Regions from separate parts of the Mus musculus genome. Here region 1 is linked to region 2. The links are chromatin contacts, called in public HiChIP or PLAC-seq maps. All regions are on one chromosome and are shown on one strand. The core of a region is the stretch at or near the end of the contact, and the rest is flanking DNA. Distances in the headings are between cores, read along the strand shown.

What was found. HiChIP or PLAC-seq counts read pairs in DNA pulled down with a chosen protein or histone mark.
Region 1: a contact with region 2 is called in an H3K4me3 HiChIP or PLAC-seq map of bone marrow-derived macrophages, with 5 times the contacts expected there. The contact joins two enhancer-like sites. A contact is called at or near these places in 1 of 39 promoter capture datasets (the C10 cell line), 1 of 484 Hi-C or Micro-C datasets (CD8 T cells), 2 of 115 datasets of contacts at active chromatin or transcription factors (CD8 T cells and bone marrow-derived macrophages) and 1 of 9 other capture datasets (embryonic stem cells).

The regions. Positions count from the first base shown.
Region 1 is chr3:153,259,540-153,263,028 of GRCm38.p6, reverse strand. The region is part of intron 3 of St6galnac3 (ST6 (alpha-N-acetyl-neuraminyl-2,3-beta-galactosyl-1,3)-N-acetylgalactosaminide alpha-2,6-sialyltransferase 3); the gene reads left to right. It overlaps Gm52634 (a long non-coding RNA gene), which reads right to left. Exons shown (of 3, transcript XR_003954698.1): 3 at 1-2,668. Among named protein-coding and RNA genes, the nearest start is that of Gm52634, 4.9 kb to the right of the region's middle. Within about 2 kb of position 2,233, at least 48 of the 459 cell types and tissues checked have an H3K27ac peak or open chromatin away from gene starts, as enhancers often do. A contact at or near this core is called in CD8 T cells and bone marrow-derived macrophages, where this site is marked.
Region 2 is chr3:152,910,793-152,914,027 of GRCm38.p6, reverse strand. The region is part of intron 2 of St6galnac5 (ST6 (alpha-N-acetyl-neuraminyl-2,3-beta-galactosyl-1,3)-N-acetylgalactosaminide alpha-2,6-sialyltransferase 5); the gene reads left to right. All of the region lies in intron 2 of Gm46830 (a long non-coding RNA gene), which reads right to left. Among named protein-coding and RNA genes, the nearest start is that of Gm46830, 13 kb to the right of the region's middle. Within about 2 kb of position 1,512, at least 116 of the 459 cell types and tissues checked have an H3K27ac peak or open chromatin away from gene starts, as enhancers often do. A contact at or near this core is called in CD8 T cells and bone marrow-derived macrophages, where this site is marked.

The sequences.
Region 1 (3,489 bases), core at 984-3,483, 350 kb before region 2:
ACTCCACCCCTGGAATCCTTATCTAATGATCTAGATGCCATCTAAAGGCAGAGGAACTAAAATGTTGGAAGGAAGTACCCGATGGCGCATTGTGCATGTAGCACTTCCTTTTATTTTACTTGACAAAAGACCTAAAAGATCTATTTAAGGAAGGGTTCACTCTGCCCCATAGTTTGAGAGCACACTCTGTGGGGCGGGGGCCAGGGGGTGGGAGGGAGAACTCATGGCAGCAAGAGACTGAGGCAGCTGCTCACATCACTTCAGCCTCCAGGAAGCACAGAGAGATGAAGGGTGTTGCTTGCCGACCTCAGTTCACTCAATGTGGAAAGTCTGTCACAGACAAGCCCAGAGGTTCATCTCCTGGGCAACCTTAGATCCTGTCATGTGGACTGTGTTAACTGTCCCAGCACTTTAGGGCAGGTATCCAGAAGGGAGAGTATAGAAATAAATGGGGAAGAGTTCGGGGAAACCAGGAGGGCAGCTGCACCTAGGAAGGAGCTGAAACCTACTCTGTATTCCAAGTGAGACCTCACGAGAGCCTAAAGTTGTAGCATAGACACATACATGGGTGTGGATTGAGACACAAGCTGTCAGAGAGATCTGATGAAAATAAGGGAGCAGAGGAGACATCATTGTCACATGATGCTGGGGGTTGGAATTAACCCACAGACACTGGTTGGGGTGTCGCGGTATGAAGGAGCAGAAGACAAAAAGAATCCACAGGGAAGTAACAGAGGTCAATGGTATGGTGTCAGGGGGAGCTGAGGTACCTCGGGGATTGACTTCTCAGGTCTGGAAGCTCGGGCTCAGTTGAAGTGGATTGGTAACAGTGGTAGCCTCCGGGATTGACTCCTCAGGTCTGGAAGCTCAGGCTTGGTTGGGATGTGGGTTGCAGAGTGGAAAATTCTATCTGTGGAGACTCACTTCTCCTTTTTAAGTAAGAGCTCCTGGTTAAAAGCTGTGTGTCACATCCCATATGGGGGCTCTGAGATCTAATTTTACTGAAGGGCCCCAAGGCACAGAGGCTAGCCAAGATTCTGAGAAAATATCAAATAAAAATCTTGCAACCAATGGACAGCACTTTTCATAATTAGGAAGAACATATCGCCCCATACATCATCATTAGTCTGAGACAAGCAACAGAAGGCTGGTGGGGAGGACGGTTTCTCTAACCAGGGAACAGGTGGCCAGGGCAAGCAAGCCAGCGTGGGAGACCTTAGTCCACTCTGCTAAAAGAATTCTCTGCTCCTCCCCAGGAGATGGTCAGATGAGGTGAGGATGGGGGAGGGAGGGCTGTAGCTGTTTGACAGTGGGTCTTTCAGACCATGGTGGGGTTTTACTTAGACAGTGGAAGGCCAGGGAAGGGATTTAATGGTGCCCAGAGTCACCCTGAAGAATGCAGTGGTCTCCAGTCTCTTTGTAGAGCAAAGTTTGGATAGTATAGAATATCCAGAAACAATTTTATCTTTCATTTGAATTGCTTCTTGTGGGTTGATTGCTTATTCTTCAGCCATAATTGATGCTAGCTGTTGCCTTGAGGCTATTAGACCGGGGTGGGGGTGGGGGTGGGAGGTTGGGAGGATGGTTCTGGCAGCCTTCTGTGTAGCAGCCAGACACAGACAGAATAACACCCTGAAGCGTCAAAATATTAGTCCCCCGAGATACAGAATTGCAACTCTGGTTTATGAAGAAAACATCAGTTACACTTTCCAGTCATCTGGAGCAGTTTCTTGAATGCTGTTCGATCAGTTTGAATCAGCCAGGAGACTGGCCCAGAGGAAAACCAGAAGGGGACAATTCCAGGTAGCCTAGGTTGACAGCAGACTGAGCAGTGTGGCTTCTCATGGCCCAAGAAGTCCATTTGCATACGTAACATGCCCTCTTTGAAACCACTAATTATGCCTGTTATCTGTTTTCCAAGTACCATCATTTATCCAGTAGGATCCCTTGTGGAGATTACCTCTTCCATCTGAAATCTGATGCTGTCCGATTTCTACATTCTCCAGGGCCCATTCAAGGCCTCCGTCTCTTCATGGAGTTTATTCCTGATGTCCTTTGGTTTCCCTTCATTCTGAACTGTGAGAGTCTAGGAGCTCAGACACATGGAATCCCTTGGCTCTTTGATCATTCTTTCCCCCTCCTCCCTAACCTGGGAGACCCCAGCCAGTGCAGGCTCAAGTCTTAGTCTAGGCTAGTCTAGATACAGTGTGAGTGCGGAAGCAGCAGTAACTCTCCACCCTCCCGCCTCCTAAACTTAAGAGGAAGAGAAAGTGAAACAATGAAACAAAAGAAGACAAACAACACATTTTTGTAATTCAAAGACCAAATTGTGGCTTTGTGCAAAGTTCTTTTCCTCTGTGGATTTGCTGCACAGCTCATCAGATGGGTTAACATAAAAGGAGAATTGTTCTATGTAAATAACTCTAAGTGCCTTCACTCTTCTTTGTCTACTTTGTTTTCCCCAATTTCCCGCATTAAGTCCAAGTACTGTGATTCATCTTCCCATTGCTCTGACTTTGATTTTACCGTTGTGAAATGGAAATTATTAGGATTCCTGCAGCTGTGCTGCTTTACCAGGAGGGCCAGGCTGGCTCTGGTTGCTTGTGTCTCTGCCGGAAAGGTAATCTTCGCCAGGAGTGACCCCTTTATCTTTTCCTGGGAACTGCTCCTGTGAAAATGAGTATCTAATAGTTATCTTGGCTCACTAATTCATGCCATGTGCGCCAAAATTAAAACATTAAAGTTTCATAGATATAATATCATTTATAAATCATATCATAAAAACATCCATTTTCCCCATAGCCCTTGAAAACTTGGCATGCCTCCTCCCTGCCCCCAGCTGTTGCATGAATATCTGGAAACACACACACACACACAAAGACATAGAAAGTGGAGAGATACTTAGCATCAGTGCTCCCAAAGCTGCAAGGGGTATTATGCAGGGTGCTTTCAGGAGTGGGAATGCAAAATGCAATGTGAGATCCCCTGCTTCCCCTCCCCCATGTATTAACAGAGCCTGCAGCTCAGGAGGGCAGCGTTCTAGTGTTCATGCCTTATTCTGTTCCACTAGAGAAAGAGAACACTAACTGTTGCCTCCAAGCTTCTTGCTCATAAGTTTCAATATGTTTAGCTGTGGGTAAGTACAGCCAACTAATTATTTTCCACATTTCAAAAATGACAAGTAGAGAGGACTCGTTCCAAGTATCCTTAGAAACTGTGGGGTGTGGCAACTGTTCAATTAACAGGAATTAGTTGCTCTTGTTTACTACCCGATTTTCTAAATTTAGATTTGTTTTTTTTAATTTTTGTATGTATATGAGTATTTTGTCTGGGTGCGTGTGTGTATGTATGTATGTATGTATGTATGTATGTATGTATGTATGTATGCCTAAGGACCTCACGTGTGCTTCATGCCTGCAGAAGTCAGAAACAGGGTTTAGATCCCCTGGAGCTAGTGTTATGGAGGAAGGTTGTGAGCCACCAAGTGGT
Region 2 (3,235 bases), core at 263-2,762:
TAGTAATGATTCAAGGTCAAAACAATGGCTCACTTGTTAATGGCAGGTTAACATAGAGAATGAAAATGAAACCAAGTTTATAATGCAAAAACTTTCTTTAAAAGTATTTTGTCTGTAGGAGTGTTTGGCCTGTATCTATATCTGTGCACCATGTATGCCTGGTGCCCAAAGAGGCCAGAGGAGGCCATCAGAACCCTGGACTGGAGTTAGAAATGGTTGAAAGCCACTGTGTAAGTACTGGGAACTGAACTCGGGTTCACGGAAAGAGCAACAAGTGCTTTCAACCACAGGGCCATCTTTCCCGCCCCAGAATTTGTTAATTTTTTAAAATTTCATTATAATTACCCAAAGTTTGGGATGAATACATTTCATACCTCCAGATTAATAATAATGTAAAAGTCCCCAGCCTAACAGCAATGACTTGTAGCTTTTAAAAATACCTCAACTATATCTGAAAATAAGCAAAAATTAATCTCTCTGAGATGACTGAAATGCCGAGCTTATCAGGGTTACGAAAACAGTTTAAAGCGTTGACAGTTCACAGCGCAAAACCATCCAGTGTTTAAAGTTTCATTTTCATCCTTAAAACTTCTTCTTGTATCCACTTAAAGAGAACGGAGATGACAGAAGCTCAGGGAACTCCGAGCAGAATGGAGCGTAAGGGGACACACCCACTTCCCCACCAACCATCTGCCCAGAACCAGTGCATTTGCACTCCCAAACCAGACAGCCAAGAGGACACAGCGGTCAGAATCCAGCCTCCGTGCTCTCCTCAGATGAGGTGGGCTTTGTAGACTAGAATAAAAAGCCAGGGTGGGGTAGGTAATGATTCGGTTACAAATAAGGCCCAAGGGGTAGAGTTGTCTTTGCACTGTAGACCAGAGTCATCAGACAGCCCTTTCCCATATGGTGGTAGCCTGTGAGGTTGCTGTGGAAGAGCTGGACATTAGCACCAGGCATGTCAGCAAGCCCAGGTTCATAAGTGACTTACGACACTCACTCTCACAGTCTACTGATGGAGAAACAACTCAGTCACCTGACCCCAAATGAGCAAGGAAGATTCCAGAGCGATATAGGGGATTTGATGGTTACCAGGCTCCGCCATGGGAGACTTCCTGTCTCCCCCGTGGTCAACCTGCCTCAGCACTTATCGGTGTTCCTCCCTCAGGTACACTGTGGGCCTCAGACCCTGCAGTAGCCATGTCTCTCCAAAGAAAAGAAAATTCCAGAGAAAAGGAGACAGAAGAAAAACACCGGCTTACGCACAATGCCCCAACAGAATTGCAGGCTGGTACTTCTACTTAAGAGCAAGAAGTCAGAGGAAGAAAAGCACAGTGAGAGGCGGAACCACTGAACCACAAATTCGTGCTTACTCTACTGAAATGAGAATACAAGCGAGAAAAGCTTTCTCCTCCCCCCTCCCTGCCCCGCCCCACTCGACTAGCCTATGCAAGTGTGAGAGCATAGACTCTCCACTGGCCTGATCATCACGTCTTACAGGGCTCCGACTGCTGAGCCAATTCACGTTCTACTGCGTCTTCTGTGGCATGTAGTCACCGACACACGACGCCTTCTGGGCTCATCCAACCAGCTTTCTGAAAGCCTCCCAGGTGCCAGGCCTCATGCCGACTTGTTCCCGGGACTGTCCTCTCACAGAGCTGGTGTCAAGGGAGGGGCCCCTGAGTCATGACAGGAAACACATTTCAGGAAACACAACCACATTCTTTGTCTCCCATGACCTGCCACCACAGGGTGCTGAGTAGGTCCTTAAGCACAAGAGAAAAAGACCTCGAGCACCAGTTGCTCCCGTTCTAGGATTCTGCAACACACAGCCTAATGACAACAGCTTTGCTCTTCACACAGGAGTGAAGAATTAGAAAGTGTGTTTCTCTCCCCAAGCTCCCGTCAACGCTTTCCCCAACAGTCTTGATCAATCAGACCTTATTTCAGGACTGGGGGCCAGAAGGGTTAGAAGGTTCTACATGCTGCCTATTTGGGGCTCACTTTTGTCTTCGTCCCTTGTGGATGGTCCTGGGGAAGGTGGGACACATTTTCAGCTGGGTTTCCAGAACCTATGCTGTCCATGCCAAATTCTACTTCTAACTCTGTGACCTTGTAGCTGTCCTCTGGTCTCTCTGAGATGAAGTTCCCTCATGTGTAAAATCAAATGTTTAGACTAGACAAGGGCTCTTCCAACTGTAACCGTGTGGTTCTGGCATCTGTCTCCCTGCCTCTGTAATTGAGGCCACTGGTCCCGTGACCTGAGGTGTCTGCAGGGAGGATGAGTTGGAGAAGTGTCACTAGGTTGATCAGCTGGAGAGGCGTCCCTCCCACAGAATCAGCTAAGAGAAAAACCATCAGGTGTGTCCCCTCTGTAACTCTCCGGCATTGCATTTTCCTCTCAAAATGCCCAAACAGCCATTGAGATCATAAACTGAAGGCCATAACCATTCTATAGTCAGCATTTGCCAAAGTGCAGTGGCCCTATATCTGTGCACTCACCAATACATCTCCAAGATGGCCGAGTAGTCCACACTGAGCCCGAGTCCATGGGCCTGTCACTGAGAGCCCAGATCAAACTGAGGGACCTGACTCAAAACAGCAATGTGCAATCATAGTCTCAATCATAGGAGTGCAGAGAGGCTCAGCCCTGTCCCCAAGTCCATACCCATCTGACTAACCCAAGGTCATGCACACAGGCTCAAGGTCACGGACAGAGGTGAGAGAGATATTGCATCTCTGACTTCCAGGCCAGGTCCTCCACCAGGCTACACCAGATATTCATGGGCATACAGGAACCTAAAACTCTGTCAGTATAGTGACAGTGACATGCTCACGATAGTGCTGATGATTGTCATTGTATATACAGTACAGGTGTACTAACTGTACTTCACACAGATTGTAGTTCATCAATTGCATGTATAACTTTTTAGTATTATTCACAACTTACAGACAAGAGAGCAGAGGGTGCAAGAGATAACTAACTAGCATTCTTTGATGATAGATTATTAGACTAGTCTACTGAGCCAGACCTCTTAAAGTTTCTACTGTATACAGGCAATAAATTAGTGATTCTGATGAAATTTAGAGCCAAATTTTCTCCCAAAGAAATGACAGTGTTATATGACAAAAGCAGCAAACATGAGTTATATAATATGGTGAGGGAGACGCGGAACCTACGTTAGGAGATAAGACTGCATTGGAAAGCTGGTGACAGACAAGACAGGGGAGGAAA